3 separate regions of the Mus musculus genome follow, and all the other regions are linked to region 2. Evidence: chromatin contacts called from public promoter capture Hi-C data. All regions are on one chromosome and are shown on one strand. Each heading gives the region's core, a stretch centred on a gene start, on an enhancer-like site or on the middle of the called end of the contact. The rest is flanking DNA. Distances are from core to core; before and after follow the strand shown.

Region 1 (4,650 bases), core at 604-3,103, 67 kb before region 2:
ACCCTCGAGGAGAATCCCAGACAGAAGCTAAGAAGAGAACTTGTTGCTCATGACAGGCGTCCTTCCCTTTATGTCCTGTTACCTAATATGCAAGCACTGTTTGCTCTATTATCTCATTGTAATCCTTACCACGGTTCTCTATGATAGGTTTGATGCCCATTTTACAGATGAGGAAGCTGAGGCTTAGCTAAGAAGCTAAGTGACTGGCCCTAAGTCACACAGTAAGTAGCAGAGGCAGTGTCTAAGTCCAGGTTACCTAATGCTGAAGGTCTGGCTCTTTGCCATGTACCCTCTGCTTCTCTTTCAGCCCTAGCGTTTCAGGAACATAGCTCTCATGGGTCAGGGCTGAGGTCAGGTCATAGGTTCTTTAAGTAGAGCTGTCACTGTGCATGTGCTGAAATGTGAAATCCACCACATTTCTGAAGAGCAAAACAAATTCTGTCATGTAATCTCTATCTTGGGTCGTGGGTATATCTGTCCCCTTAGTACCTCGCCTCCCTGGGAATACAGTCCCTTGTTCAACAGAGAGCTTTTGCTGGGAAGACGGCCAACAAACTGATGGATGCCCTAAAGGACTCTGACCTCCTGCACTGGAAACACAGCCTGTCAGAACTTATCGATATCAGCATTGCACAGAAAACGGCCATCTGGAGGCTGTACGGCCGCAGGTAGGTCTCCAGGCAGCCTGCCAGAGCCACGGAGGTGTGGAGCCTTTAGAGAGAAGCAGGCGCTATGGAAATGGTCACCGAGGGGTTAGAGAAAACGCTTCACCATCTGGAGACATTTTGTAGTCTGCATGAACTTGAGCAGAGTCTTCCCCATGTTCACAGTTCACTGTCCCCGGCTGCTCTGTGTTTAACCAACCGCTGGGTGATCTCTCCTCTGGTTCGCACATTTCCTCTCTAGCTCATGGGTATACTTGAGCAGTGACCAGCTGGCACTCACACCTCAATCACCTGACCCTGAGCTAAGAGCCCCCCTTCCTGTTCGCATGCTGCATGGCCTCCTTGTGCAAGTCCAGTGCCCCTCCCCACAGCTGCTTGTGTAGACGAGGTTGCTTCTCTGGACAGCTGCAGCCACTGTCTGTTTTCCACTCAGCCACCTGCAGTTTGGAAGTAAACTTCTGAACTAGACTTTCCCTTGGAGCCCAGTCTTAATCTCACACATCCCCTAGACAACCTGCTGTTTCTAGGAATTCCGTAATGAAGGGAGCGCCTCTTTACCAGTCTTGTTTTTGTATTTCAGATAATTTTTTGGCACGGTGTGCTCTGAAACAGCTGCCGACACTGGCCACTGCCTGCATTGCCAGAGCAGCCGGTGCCAGGATGGCATCGGGTCTGAATTTACCCGTGAAACCTAATTAGCATCCTGTGACCTCAGGGAACATCGAGGGTGGGGAGGTGGGGGTGGGGATCTGGGTGCCAAGTGCTCCCAGCTATGTTGACCTTCTCTACATTTCCTTGGGGCCTCCTCGGCCTGAGGGCTGGAGAGCTGGCATGGGGAGGAGTTGCTTCCACACATCCAGAGCCGCAAGGGTTAATTTTCTTGCCTCTCCACTGAGGATAACTGTAGGGCATGGCTCAGGGGCAGCCTGGGTCTGCTGCCTTTATAAAGGGGGACCTGTCCCCTCCTCTCCTCACCCAGCACCATGGCACTGCAACAAGCCCAGATGTTGCTGAGCATGAACAGCCTGGAGTCGCTGAATGCGGGTGTGCAGCAGAACAATACTGAGTCCTTTGCCGTCGCTCTCTGCCATCTTGCAGAGCTCCATGCAGAACAGGTAGGTCGGTTGTGTTAGTGTGTGCTCTGTTGCTATGGCAGCACTGCGGAGGAAAGCAGCTTGGAAGGAAGCCCATGCTCCATGGTCTCTACCGAGGCCTGCGCTCTCGTTGGCCCATCATGGCCACACCTTCAGGGTGGAGCATGGGGGCCTGAAGTGCTTCTGGGGCACTGGGGCTCTGCTATTTCCTTCCTCGTGCTTGAGAGAAGCACTGGGTATGTCTCAGTGGGCCTGGTTGGTGTAGGTTGCTGAAGAATGAAATCCCCCATGGAGATAGTTTGAATATGCCACATTTGTCAAACACTGGGTGTTTTGACATCGGTGAAGGGAACATGAGCTTGACTACTGGTTTTCAAGAAGCGGAATAGGTTGGGTATGGTGGTGCACCCGAGGACAGCCTGGTCTACATAGTGAGGTCCCAGACAGCCAGGGCTATCCTGGCTGGAGAGACCCTGTCACAAAAACAAAAACCAAATGGTAAACTAAAGGAGATGGAAACTTAATGCAGCAGAGATGTTTGTGTGTGTGTGGAGAGGAGAGTTGGCTAATCCAGGCAGCACAGTGATAACAAACGTTCTCTTGGCTCTGAGCCAGGCCCGCCTGCGCTGGATGCTTTGTGTGTGTTAGCTTGCTGAATCCTTTGTAGCCTCATGAGCTCAGTGGGTTTTATTCCTGCTCCATAGAATAAGAATCTGGCTGGGCGTGGTGGCGCACACCTTTAGTCCCAGCACTTGGGAGACAGAGGCAGGCGGATTTCTGAGTTCAAGGCCAGCCTGGTCTACAGAGTGAGTTTATGGACAGCCAGGGGTATACCCTGTCTTGAAAAACAACAACAACAAAACAACAAAAAGAAAAAAAGATTCTGAGGTCCAGGGGATTTAAGTGTCTATCTACCAGTACACGTCAGTTCTGTTTCCAGCCCAAAGGACAGTGAGGATTGGACGTGACCCTGACTTTTGTCCACATAATTATACACAGTTCTCTTCATAGGAAGCTAAAGTCCTGATGCTGCCTCAGAGACCCCTTAGCTCAAAGGTCTCCTGGAAGAGTTATGGGGACTCTGAGTCTTCTTCTCACAGAACAAGCTGCGGGTTAGGCCAGTCTCCTTCCTCCCAGTATCTCTCCTCACTCTTGTGGTCTCCATCATTGTTAGGTGTAGACCCCATCTATACAGTAAAGATCTCTCTGACTAATACAGGAAGGTTGGACTCTGATGGGACCTGTGTGTCCCCATTGGCTGCTGTCGTCCTATGCTCGCTCCCTGAGGTGTTTGTTCCTCTTATCTTTTCCCAGGGCAAAGGGCAAACCATCTGTATTTACTCTCTGCTGTCTTCTAGGAATCTCATGTTACTCTTTTGTTTGTTTGTTTGATTCCTCCTTCTTGGCACTGGAGCTTCAAGTGTTCCCTCCTCCCCTGCAGAGAGAGAGAGAGAGAGAGAGAGAGAGAGAGAGAGAGTGTGTGTGTGTGTCCCAGGGGCTCCTCAAACTTTTTTTTAAAGATTTATTTTATTAATATATGTAAGTACACTGTAGCTGTCTTCAGACACTCCAGAAGAGGGAGTCAGATCTTGTTACTGATGGTTGTGAGCCACCATGTGGTTGCTGGGATTTGAACTTTGGACCTTCAGAAGAGCAGTCGGGTGCTCTTACCCACTGAGCCATCTCACCAGCCCTTTTTTTTTTTTTTTTTTTTTTTTTTTTGGTTTTTCGAGACAGGGTTTCTCTGTATAACCCTGGCTGTCCTGGAACTCACTTTGTAGACCAGGCTGGCCTTGAACTCAGAAATCCTCCTGCCTCTGCCTCCCAAGTGCTGGCATTAAAGGCATGTGCCACCACTGCCCGGCCCAAACTCTTTACTAAATGTGCCACTTAACTATGGTATCAGGAGAAAAGATAGACACTAAAGAAATTTCAGCACCATTCTGTATGTAAGCACAGAAGGCAGAGGTAGGACGGTAGAGTTCTAAACCAGCTCTGAGGCCAGAGGGCACCATGGGTGTCATTCTGTAGGTGCTGTCTACATTGCCTTCTGAGACAGGGTTTCTCACTGGCCTGGGCCAGCAAGCCATGAAGATCCGCCTCTTTGTGTTTCTTTAGTTCTAGGATTACAAGCTCACGTTACCACAACCAGTTTTTCATTTCTTAATGTTCTTGGGATTAAATTCATAACTGCAGAGGACATACTAAGCCCTTCTCCAAGGTTGTCGGCCCCTTTCTTGTCCTGACTGACCGACCGACCGACCGACCGACCGACCGACAATCCTCCTGTACTATTTCCTTCTAAGACTCAAGGGGAAGTGACTGCAGTGTGTATGTACAAAATCTCTTTACTCAGTCTGAAGTTTGGACAGCCCATCTCAGTACCGCCCTTGCTCTCTGACAGATATGAAAACAGTGGACAGGATTGGCCTGTAAAAATTATGGAAGCAAAATGATCATCTGCTGTTGTATTTCAGTGTTTTTGCTTCAAATAAAAGCTTAATTGTGCAATCGTTCTGCATAGTTCACACTTGATGGAATGATTAGAGCAAATTGAAAAGCCTTAACTAAGGGACTGGAGAGGTAGCTTAGTGGTTAAGAGTATTGGCTGCTCTTCCAGAGAATCTGGGTTCAATTCCCAACCTTGCAGCTCACGCCTGTCTACAACTCCAGTTCCCGGGCTTCTGAAACCCTCACACAGACATGCATGCAGGAAAAAATGCCAATGGACATAAATTACATATTAAAAAGAAAAGCCGTAGCTAAAAAGATAGCCCCCCACAGCACATCTGTAAGAAAGGCACGAGTGTTGGTTTATGGAAGAACATGGATGCCAAAACAGAGAAGAGAAACTCAGTCATATTTAAATTAAACTTAAGACAGTGGGGTCA
Region 2 (4,602 bases), core at 1,597-4,096:
TCATGGTTGAGAGTGGGGACAGTAGCCCTGAGTGACAAGGCCAGTGGCTTTTCCCACGAAGCAGACTCGGCTGGAAGGAAGCCTGGGGCTGAGCCCACTCCTTTAAGCTCCCGATCCGTCTGGTGAAGCCGCATCCATGGCTGGCACGCCAGGCAGGTCTAGTGGGGTTGTGAGGGCCTCTTCCTAGAAGGGGGAGATCTTCCTTCCCCTCCCAGGAGTCTTCCTGTGAGCCTAGGGTGGTAGGCTGGTGTGGCAGGCTTTTCCTGAAGGCCCCATGTACCTGCCGATTCATACAAATCCTTGCCACTGTCCCAGGAGTTCACAGTGGAGCAACTGAGGACAGGTGTCACAGTTTGTGTTCTATAAGCACTCCTAGCCTAGAGGGTAGAGAGAGGAGAGAGCACTGTAGACCTCAGAGAACATACCCCACCGGAGGACCTTGGGGTGATTTGGGGTGTTCCATAGGTCGCATGTTCTATAGTTTTCTGCTCTTTCAGGTAAATCTTGCTTCTCCATTTACAGGGGAGGCAAAGTCTTTGAAATATTTAAGTGAACAAGTAGGAACGGGGAGAGCATCAAAAAGATCAGATGTAACCCGTGGGAATGTGGGAGCAGAGGCATGCAAAGGTGGGAGTCGGTCAGGGCTCCGCCATCAATTCTCCAAGTCTTAATGCTGGTTTTCTGTTCGGCGAGCAGGAAGCAAGGCAGCGAAGACAGCCCCCGGGGCCCAGAGCCGGCCCCTGTGGGGGAGGAGGAAGTGCTCTTGTGAAAGGTGGTCCCTGCGTGGAAAGTTGGGGGGCTCCGGCCCCTGGCTCCCCACCACGCATGCCTCCACTGCAGCCCGAGGAGGTGATGGAGCCGGAGTAGCTGCGTGGACCACCTGACCTCGCATGCCTGGCTGTGTGGCCCTGCACGGGGCTGCTGCACCCTGCGTTTCCATAGCAGCATGTCCTACGGAAACCAAGCACGTGTGTAGAGCCTTGACTGTCGTCTCTGGTTATCTGTTTTTTTTGTTTTTGTTTTTTTTGTTGTTGTTGCTGTTGTTTTTCTTGTGGTTTTTCTTTTTCTTTTTTTTCTTTCCCTTTGTTGTCTAAGGGGACAAAGAAAAAAAAAAGGACTTGACTCCATGTCGTCGACTTTGGCCGCTGGCTGGCCGGACCGGCGGGTGTGAGGAGTTGCAAACCGAAACCAACATGCATTTTGGGACAATTGCTTTTTAAAATGTTTTTAATGCCAAAAACAAACAAACAAACAAAAACCCGCCCCCTCCATTGTGAATTCAGAACCATGTCAGATGTACCAGGTGAATGTGTGTGGGGTTTGAGCTGCGTGGAGAATCACGTGGGGCGAGTCCTGCCGGCTGGGGCTACACTGGGGGGGGGGGGGCGGATTAGAAGGATCGGTGTGACCCACGTACAAACCCCATGCCTGGGCGCCTTCCAGGATCATGGAAAGACAGGGCTAGCCCTCAGTAGCTGCAGGGAACTTCCATGTCATTTATTTGTAATGAGGACTTTTTAAGTGTGTGTGTGTGTTTTTTTTAATGGGTATAATTATAGTCAGGAAAACTACAAGGGCTTGCAGTTGAAATGCTCGAGGGGTACTTTGCACCCCTGAATGCGAGCATTCCTCAGCTGTGGTGGTAGAGGTCTGTCTGGAGGCTGAACACACTTCATGTTAGCTGCTCCAACTGGGTTTCTGAGATTGTCAGCTAAGCTAATTCTCTTTGTAAATTGGCAAAAAAAAAAAAAAAAAAAACAACCAAAAACAAAAAAAAAAAAAACCCAACAACTTCAGGTTGGAATCTGCTCTTTCATGTACATTACATGGCTTACAGCTCAAGAGATGTTTCCAAGTCTCTGACTAGCCAGAACTCCGGAGAGGTTCACAAGTTCCAAAGGTTGGAGCTTCCAGGATGGGTGTCCCTCTGTGCGGCTGTGTGACAGGGACCGAGAGCCGGTGAGACCTGTGCCTGTATATTAGCAGCTGCGTTTGTTTATTGCCTGTGTATTCTAGAGACTGTAAACTTTCTTTCCTTTTCCAGAATGTCTGGTCGGTACAATGAAACATCAGTTTCCCTGTGGGCCACTTAGGCAAGACTTGTCACTCAGCTTAGGAGCAAAGCTGTAGTGTGATATCAGTGACATCAGGGTGCCATTGTAGAGCAAAGTGTCAAACCCCAGAGTGTTCCTCAGGGCAAAGGGCTTTCGGGTTTTTTTTTGTTGTTGTTGTTGTTTTTTGTTTTTTTCCTGTAGCCAGAAACCTAGAGAGCCAATAGGAACCTTTTTGACTTTCAACCAATATTGGAAGTTTGGTTGAAGTTTGGGTGTGATGACCCAGGGACACAGAAGCAAACAGGAAGTTAAAGGGGGGCTTCCAGACTGGTTTCCAGTGCTTTGGTAGTGGCTGTCTTGCCAGTCAGTCATGGGGCCCAGACAACCGACTTCTGGCCTGTGCGGAGGCCAGGCCCTCCTGGCTTCCTTCCGTATGGTTTGTTAAGCTCTTTACTGTGGTCTAGCCGCTATCCCTGCTGTCACATAAGCAGTTAGGATCCAGGTACAGACTGCAGTGTGGGGAGGGTCTGTGTGACCAAGGACTTCCTGTCACTTTTCCCTTTTTAAAATTGAAGGAGAAACAGCCCAGTAGCTCCACCCTTTCTGGCCACAGATGGCATTCCGTTAGTTTGCAATAGCCACCTTATGGTTAAAGCCAACAGGTCATACAGCTTGGTCCCAGCTCGTCTGCCTGGACGCTGAGCGGCCTGCCCGAGTAGGGTAGGCGTGATACAGAGCTCTGCAGAATTCTTGTGTTTACACAACCCCTCTGGGCAATGCCGTGGTTTCTCTCGACAGGATGTCTTAAGATTGTCGGCAATCACGCAGCCACCAGCTGCTCAGGAAGAAGGAATCGAGAGGTCTGCATGGGTAACTTTTTTTCTTAAAGAAACACCAAAGAAAGCTGTGGAAAGGAGTGACTCCCCCCCCCCCCGTCCCCCTCCCCCCACCCCCATCCTGCCCAGCTGCCGTGGAAAGTGTAAGAGGTCCAGCCATAACTAGAGCATTAGAGCACAAATAATTGTTTTTCAAAAGTATCATTAGTGAGGAGAGGAGCCGGGCAGAGTGGCTTTTCTCTGTGGGCAGATGGGCTGCCCACAATTCCTTCCATGGCTGGTTCACCCGTGATTCGCGTGTAAGCAGCTTGGCCTTGAAAGCACAAGCCTCGTTCCTCTCTTTCTGTCTTTATTGCCTCCCCCCATGCGTCTCATAGGCTCCCAGAACACCTTACAGAGCCCCTTGTTCTCCCTTGGGGCTGCATAGGCCACCTCCCAGGGTCTGGCCTTTCCAGGGGACAGAATCCTTATCCTTGAACCTTTCTAGGCGCAGGATAACATCTGTGCAAGTTGACACCAGGTTAGGCCTGCAACTCTCGCCCATCCTCCAGGGGGCGCACTTTACATTGCCAACCACAGCCTCCATTGGCTCCCAAGGTGCTAGGGAAGATTGTTGGTTTCTGTCTTCTCCAGCTCTGTGGGTTCGAGTTTCGTGGGACTTGGGACTTTTATATTTGGTGACCAGTGCCCTCCGCTTCTGTTTGACTCCCCGTGACCTCTCTACTATGCATTTCCCTTTTTATCAGGTGTATAAAGTTAAATACTGTGTATTTATCACTTACAAGAACATGAACTTAAAAAAGATGAGCTTTCGGTTGTTTTTCCACAGGTGATCAAGCTTCTGTGTAAACTTGAAATAAACAGACAGCAAAATGGTGCAAAGCCCGGGCCTCTCGGGGGTTCTTTGGTTGGTACCTGGTCCTTTGCAGCGTTTCTGCTTACACTGGTATTCCTTCCCTTAACGTTGACAGCAAGTCAGATGCCCAGAGCTCACAGCTCATCCCCCACCCCCACCCCGCCATGTAAACTGCTCCTGGGTGAGCCAGCAGCCCAAAGGTTGAAGTGTGAAGGAGGTAAGGGGCGGACTCTGTGAGGTTGGCTAGGTAAGCAGCTGGGAGTGGCTGTCATCACAGGAGACATGTCCCGAGGCCGGGCATTGTTTGAACAGGCTCCAAGCCTTACTCTCTGCCATCAGAGGGGGACAGGAGGCGAAATCTGAAAAGTCCCAATCCTTGTTTCAGAAATATGGGTGTGGTACACACGCCTGTAATCCCAGTACTTGGGAAGTGGAGGCAGGAGGATCCCAAGTTCAAGGCCATTCTGGGCTGCATAGTGAGATGCTACCTAAAAGTAAGGAACAGAGACTGAGAGCCAAGAGAAGGTTCCTGTCCAGAAGTGCCACTGGTGTGTGTGTGTGTGTGTGTGTGTGTGTGTGTGTGTGTAGAAGCCATTTCCCAGGGTTCCTCACTGCAGGCTTGAGGGGCTTCAGGGAGTCCCAGCAGCCCACGCGTGCATGTGTGAGTGAGGGATCCTGTCATCGACTCCTACCCTTCCTGGCTGTGCCCATGAGCAGAGATGCTGCCGCCGAATACAAGATGACCCCGGGTGAGCGAGGCCAACAGTACCACAAATATCATCCCTCACACCCAGCAGTGGGACAGTGCCATCATGGGTTCTCAGCCCCTGAGATAGTAAACAAAGAATGACCCAGT
Region 3 (4,413 bases), core at 1,826-4,325, 120 kb before region 2:
CACCTACCAAGAGCTGGGTAAAAGTGTAAAAGTGTAAGCCACTAAAAGTGTAAAAGTGTAAAAGTGTGAGCCACTAGACACACATTTTTGTCTTTTTAAAAATGGAGTAATTCTCCCCATTTTTTCCTTAGTATCTCCGTGAGACCCTGTCTCAAAAAAAAAAAAAAAAGAAAGAAAAAAAAGAAAAGAAAAAGAAAAAGAAAGAAAGAAAGGAAGCAAGAAAAGGTTAAGAAAAGAAAAGAGCTAGATTTTAAACCCTGGATAAATTGCTGAGGGGCCTTAACATATCAAAGTAGACTAGGCTAACAGGTTCTCCCATCATCCCTCAGTTATCTGTTACAGGGTCCTCCTGGCTTACATACCCTACCCTGAAATCTCGCAGCCCAGGAGGCTAGGCTGTCCTTCCCTATATAACTACCTGCCCTCTATGTACCTTTGAGCCTCTTTTCTGATGTATCGGCTTCTCCCCCCCTCCCCCCACTACTGGGTCCAGCTCAGTCTGGTCATGTCCACTTTGAACTCTCCCAGATGTCCCTGCCTCTGGCTAGGCTCTACCTTTTATCTACAATACACTTCTCCACACCTAGGAGTGGTCATATCCTTTTTCTCTTTTCTTTTTCACTTAAATATAAAACCATTGTTTTTAAACAACTTATTTAAAAGTTTGGGCACAGTACCTATTCTCCTTTCATATCTACTTTCCTTGATAAATAAAGGCTGGTTTTGGATCTCACAGCAAAGATGATGATTTTCAGAAAATAAGCTACTGCCAGGGAGCTTAATAAAGTATTCTTAAGTTGCAGTGACATTTTATAACTAAACTGAGAAGTCCACACTCTTATCGGAGAGGTCTCGGTGGTTAAAAGCACTGGCTGCTCTTCCCAAAGACCAGGGTTTGATTTCCAGAACCCTTATGGTGTCTCACAACTATCTAACTATCAGGATCTGAGGATACATGTTTGTGGTGCACAGATATGCATGCATTCATACCTATAAAATAAAAAAAAAAAAACTGTAAACAAAACAAAAACCTTAAGGGCTGGAGAGAGAGATGAGCAGCTCAGAGCACTCATTTTGCTTTTACAGAGGACCTAGGTTCGGTTTCTAGAACCTACATGGTGGCTCACAACCATTAGTAACTCCAGTTCCAGGGGGGTCTAATGCCACCTCTGATCTCTGTGAGCACCAGGCATGCAGATGGTGTATGTATGTATGTATGTATGTATATATATACATATACACACACATACACACACACACATACATACATACATACAGGCAAAACACTCATACACATTAACCTAAAAACATTTTTAAACAATTTTTTAAAGCTTTCACAATATCCTCATCCTTAACGTCAATTCAAATGTCACTGATTCCAGATCCTACATTTGTAATCCAAATTCAGGAGGGAGGACAGCCTACATACTCAATTCCAGGCCAGTCAGGGATTGACAGTGAAACCCTATCTCAAAACAAAGAAGTTAACCTACTCCCAATTTCGGCCAGGATTCCAGCAGCAGGGGACCTGATGTTTTGAAATAGGACCGCATGCAGTGCAAGCTGGACTCAAACTTACTACAAAGCCAAGAATACCTGTGAAAAACTAATTGTCTTGACTCCAGCCTCCAGCTCCCAAATGCCTGAGATCACAGGTACGCAACACTGAAGGTATGGTTATTTTTCTTGCTTGAGAGTTTTTTACACACACACACACACACCTTACATTATTGCAGTTTGTAATGTGGCTACTTGAGATCTATCTCTCAGGGGATTGTTGTTGGTTGGTTTTCCACGAAAACACTTGCTTGGCCTCAAACATGCAGCAATCCTCCACCTCTACCTCCTAAACGCTGATCACGGGCTTGTGCCACCATGCTTAAGGGGCTCTTTTCTTTTAACTGGCAAACTCTTTCTTAAACAGGGTGATTATATTTTGAATTACCTCTACCCCATCTTGACTAAGGCAGTGAAGGTGCTGGGCAAAACACTTGCTGAATTTCTCTATCCACTTGACCCTCTCTTCAATCGTCCACAGTAAATCTTTGACACTCTGTGCAAGGTCGTCAATCTAGCAGCCCAAAGCCAACACACTTACTTCTTCCACGAGATGGATACAACACCGTGAGGGAAGACATCACCACCTTCTGACTCACGCCATTTGACTTGATTTTGGGCAAATGAATCAATGCCTGAATTGACTGCTGTACACAGCCTCTTTAGAACTCTCTGCGATGGGGTTGAGAAAATTCATCTCCCCTAAGTAGGCCAAAATCACACACACACACACACACACACCACATACACACACACAAAACCTGCCCTTTTCTGAAACTTCTATCAGTGATTCTCCCACGCTCTCACTCCCACCTGGGAGCAAGGCTGCCAAATTACTTGCTGCGTACCTAGTGGCGATGTAGACACGTCTAGCGCTCTAGGTCACGGCCACAACATTTAAACCCACGGGAAGGACTCCTTGAAGGAGGACACCCCCAACCCCCCATGGGCCACTCAGGTCCTAGCCTCATCATACCACGCAGCGCTCTCTATGCCTTCTGTCTCGTGATGCACCCCCCGAAGTCTGGGTTAGCTCAAGGACTCGGGGGAGGCAGAGGGCACAGCCATGGCCAGAGACACCGAGGCTCTTGCGGCTTAAAAAAAAGCTCGGGACCCCGAGAAGAGCACAGGGCCCTGGGAACAGGGCCCAGCGGGCTGAGACCGCAGGGCCACTAGCCGCCTCCTCGGCCAGGACGCCGGAGGGCGCTGTGGGAGCTCGGGAGGGTCTGCTGCCTGGCCTCTCCGGCTGGAACCGGTCGGGGCCCCACACACACTTCGGGCCGGGCGCCCCGCTACGTGGTGGTCTCTCACGAAGCCCCTCTGGGTAACCGCTGAGACGGAAAACAGGAAGCGCTCTGGGCGTACGGGAGAGGCAAGGAGAGCCTCCCGGCTCCACCAGCCCCTCACCTTCATGGCCGCGACCGCCTCGGCTCGGTCGGCTCTACCGGGGAACTCAGCACCATAGCAGCCTCCTCACACAACGGATCTTCCTTCCTTCTAAGGCGGCGAATGCGGCGCCTCCCGAGACCCACTGAGCGTCCCTACGTAAGGGGGCATGGCCACGCTCGGCTCACGCCCCGGGAAGACGCCGAGCGGCGGGCGGAGCCCACCAATCCGAAGCGGGTCTTCGGGGGGCCCGATCACCAAAGCCAATGAAATGGTGAAGAAGGGGCGGGGTTTCGGGCGCAGTCTTGCGAGCGAAGGGGAGAGGGGAGGGGCGGAGGGAAACGGGGCGGGGCGAAGAGGGGCGGGGCGGGGCGTGACGCGACGTGACGCCCGGTCTGTCGGAGAGAAAGCCGCTCAGGCTGAATTGGCTTCCTATTTTGGGTGGATAGCTTCCCTCGGCCCGAGGCAGAAAAAGAGCTGTGGTGAAGTAGGAAACACTGTTGGTTTGAAGCTTTTATTCTAACCTGCGGAGCAGGGCCTCTCTCGGGCTTAACCCATTCTCCGAATGTTCTAGATCTCATCACCAGGAGAACCTCGGATCTCCTCAAGGAAGAGGGGCAGCACGATCTAGGGCGAGCCATTTAGAAGATGTACTGAGAACGGCTGAAGAACCAAAGGCTGTCCAATTCCAATTCTTTGTCGTTCGGTTCGTATGTGTGTGTGTGCGGTTTTCTTTTTAGACAAGATTTTTTCCTGGCTGTGCTGGCCAGAGAACTCCCAGTTTACACCAGGCTGGCTTGGAACTCAGAGAAATCATGCCTGCCTCTCTGCCTTCCGAGTGCTTGAGATTAAAGATGTGTTCCACCACAACTGCGTCCAATTGATGTAATGTTCAAATTTACCCAAGTACTAACTAACCCTTTCAAAGAATTCACATGATCCCTTCAAACTGACGTCGGGGCAGAAAAACAAGTGGCAAAAGATGGTATAAATTTCTTCAGCCTTGCTGGATTAAGGCTTTAATTAGTTGGTTTTCCTACATTTCTTTCTCTCACTTCAAAATAATATTTGAGGTCGGGCGTGGTGGCACACACCTTTAGTCCCAGCACTTGGGAGGCAGAGGTAGGCGGATTTCTGAGTTCGAGGCCAGCCTGGTCTACAAAGTGAGCTCCAGGACAGCCAGGGCTATACAGAGAAACCCTGTCTTAAAAAATAATAAAATAATAATAATAATTGAAATTTTAGAGCTCAAGATGTTACTTCTTCCTTAGCGAAGACCCAGACAACTCCTATTCTTATAATAATAATAATACTTTAAAATTCTTTGTATCTGGTTTTGCCTGCATGTGTATCTGTGCACCACATGTGTACAGTGATCAGGGAAGTCAGATGAGGATGTTGGATGCCCTGCAACTGAATTACAGTTGTGAACCACTATGTGAGTGTTAGAAACCAAACCCAAGTCCTCTG

The links. Promoter capture Hi-C pulls out the DNA fragments that hold promoters and counts their contacts. Capture Hi-C pulls out chosen DNA fragments and counts their contacts.
Region 1: a promoter capture Hi-C map of liver shows a contact between it and region 2. The contact joins two enhancer-like sites. A contact is called at or near these places in 6 of 39 promoter capture datasets (the 3T3-L1 cell line, the HPC-7 cell line, embryonic stem cells and 2 more), 1 of 15 datasets of contacts at CTCF or cohesin (large pre-B cells), 7 of 484 Hi-C or Micro-C datasets (the C10 cell line, the G1E-ER4 cell line, bone marrow-derived dendritic cells and 4 more), 4 of 115 datasets of contacts at active chromatin or transcription factors (bone marrow-derived dendritic cells, double positive thymocytes, embryonic stem cells and 1 more) and 4 of 9 other capture datasets (adipose tissue, embryonic stem cells, liver and 1 more).
Region 3: a contact with region 2 is called in a promoter capture Hi-C map of pre-B cells, with 3 times the contacts expected there. The contact joins the promoter of Rnf34 here to the enhancer-like site in region 2. A contact is called at or near these places in 6 of 39 promoter capture datasets (the 3T3-L1 cell line, the C10 cell line, hippocampal neurons and 2 more), 1 of 484 Hi-C or Micro-C datasets (nephron progenitors), 2 of 115 datasets of contacts at active chromatin or transcription factors (the 230-238 cell line and effector CD8 T cells) and 3 of 9 other capture datasets (adipose tissue, liver and pancreatic islet).

Annotation. Positions count from the first base shown.
Region 1 is chr5:122,796,469-122,801,118 of GRCm38.p6, reverse strand. It overlaps Anapc5 (anaphase-promoting complex subunit 5), which reads left to right. Exons shown (of 17, transcript NM_021505.3): 10 at 487-668; 11 at 1,645-1,780. Among named protein-coding and RNA genes, the nearest start is that of Camkk2, 19 kb to the right of the region's middle. Within about 2 kb of position 1,853, at least 95 of the 459 cell types and tissues checked have an H3K27ac peak or open chromatin away from gene starts, as enhancers often do. A contact at or near this core is called in liver and pancreatic islet, where this site is marked.
Region 2 is chr5:122,730,340-122,734,941 of GRCm38.p6, reverse strand. Camkk2 (calcium/calmodulin-dependent protein kinase kinase 2, beta) reads left to right here. Exons shown (of 17, transcript NM_001199676.1): 17 at 697-3,772. The coding sequence ends at 867. Among named protein-coding and RNA genes, the nearest start is that of P2rx4, 25 kb to the right of the region's middle. Within about 2 kb of position 2,846, at least 141 of the 459 cell types and tissues checked have an H3K27ac peak or open chromatin away from gene starts, as enhancers often do. A contact at or near this core is called in the 230-238 cell line, adipose tissue, effector CD8 T cells and 3 more, where this site is marked.
Region 3 is chr5:122,848,850-122,853,262 of GRCm38.p6, reverse strand. Rnf34 (ring finger protein 34) reads right to left here and starts at 3,075. Exons shown (of 6, transcript NM_030564.1): 1 at 2,965-3,075. The coding sequence starts at 2,970. It overlaps Gm33044 (predicted gene, 33044), which reads left to right and starts at 3,327. Exons shown (of 2, transcript NR_169045.1): 1 at 3,327-3,430; 2 at 3,518-3,813.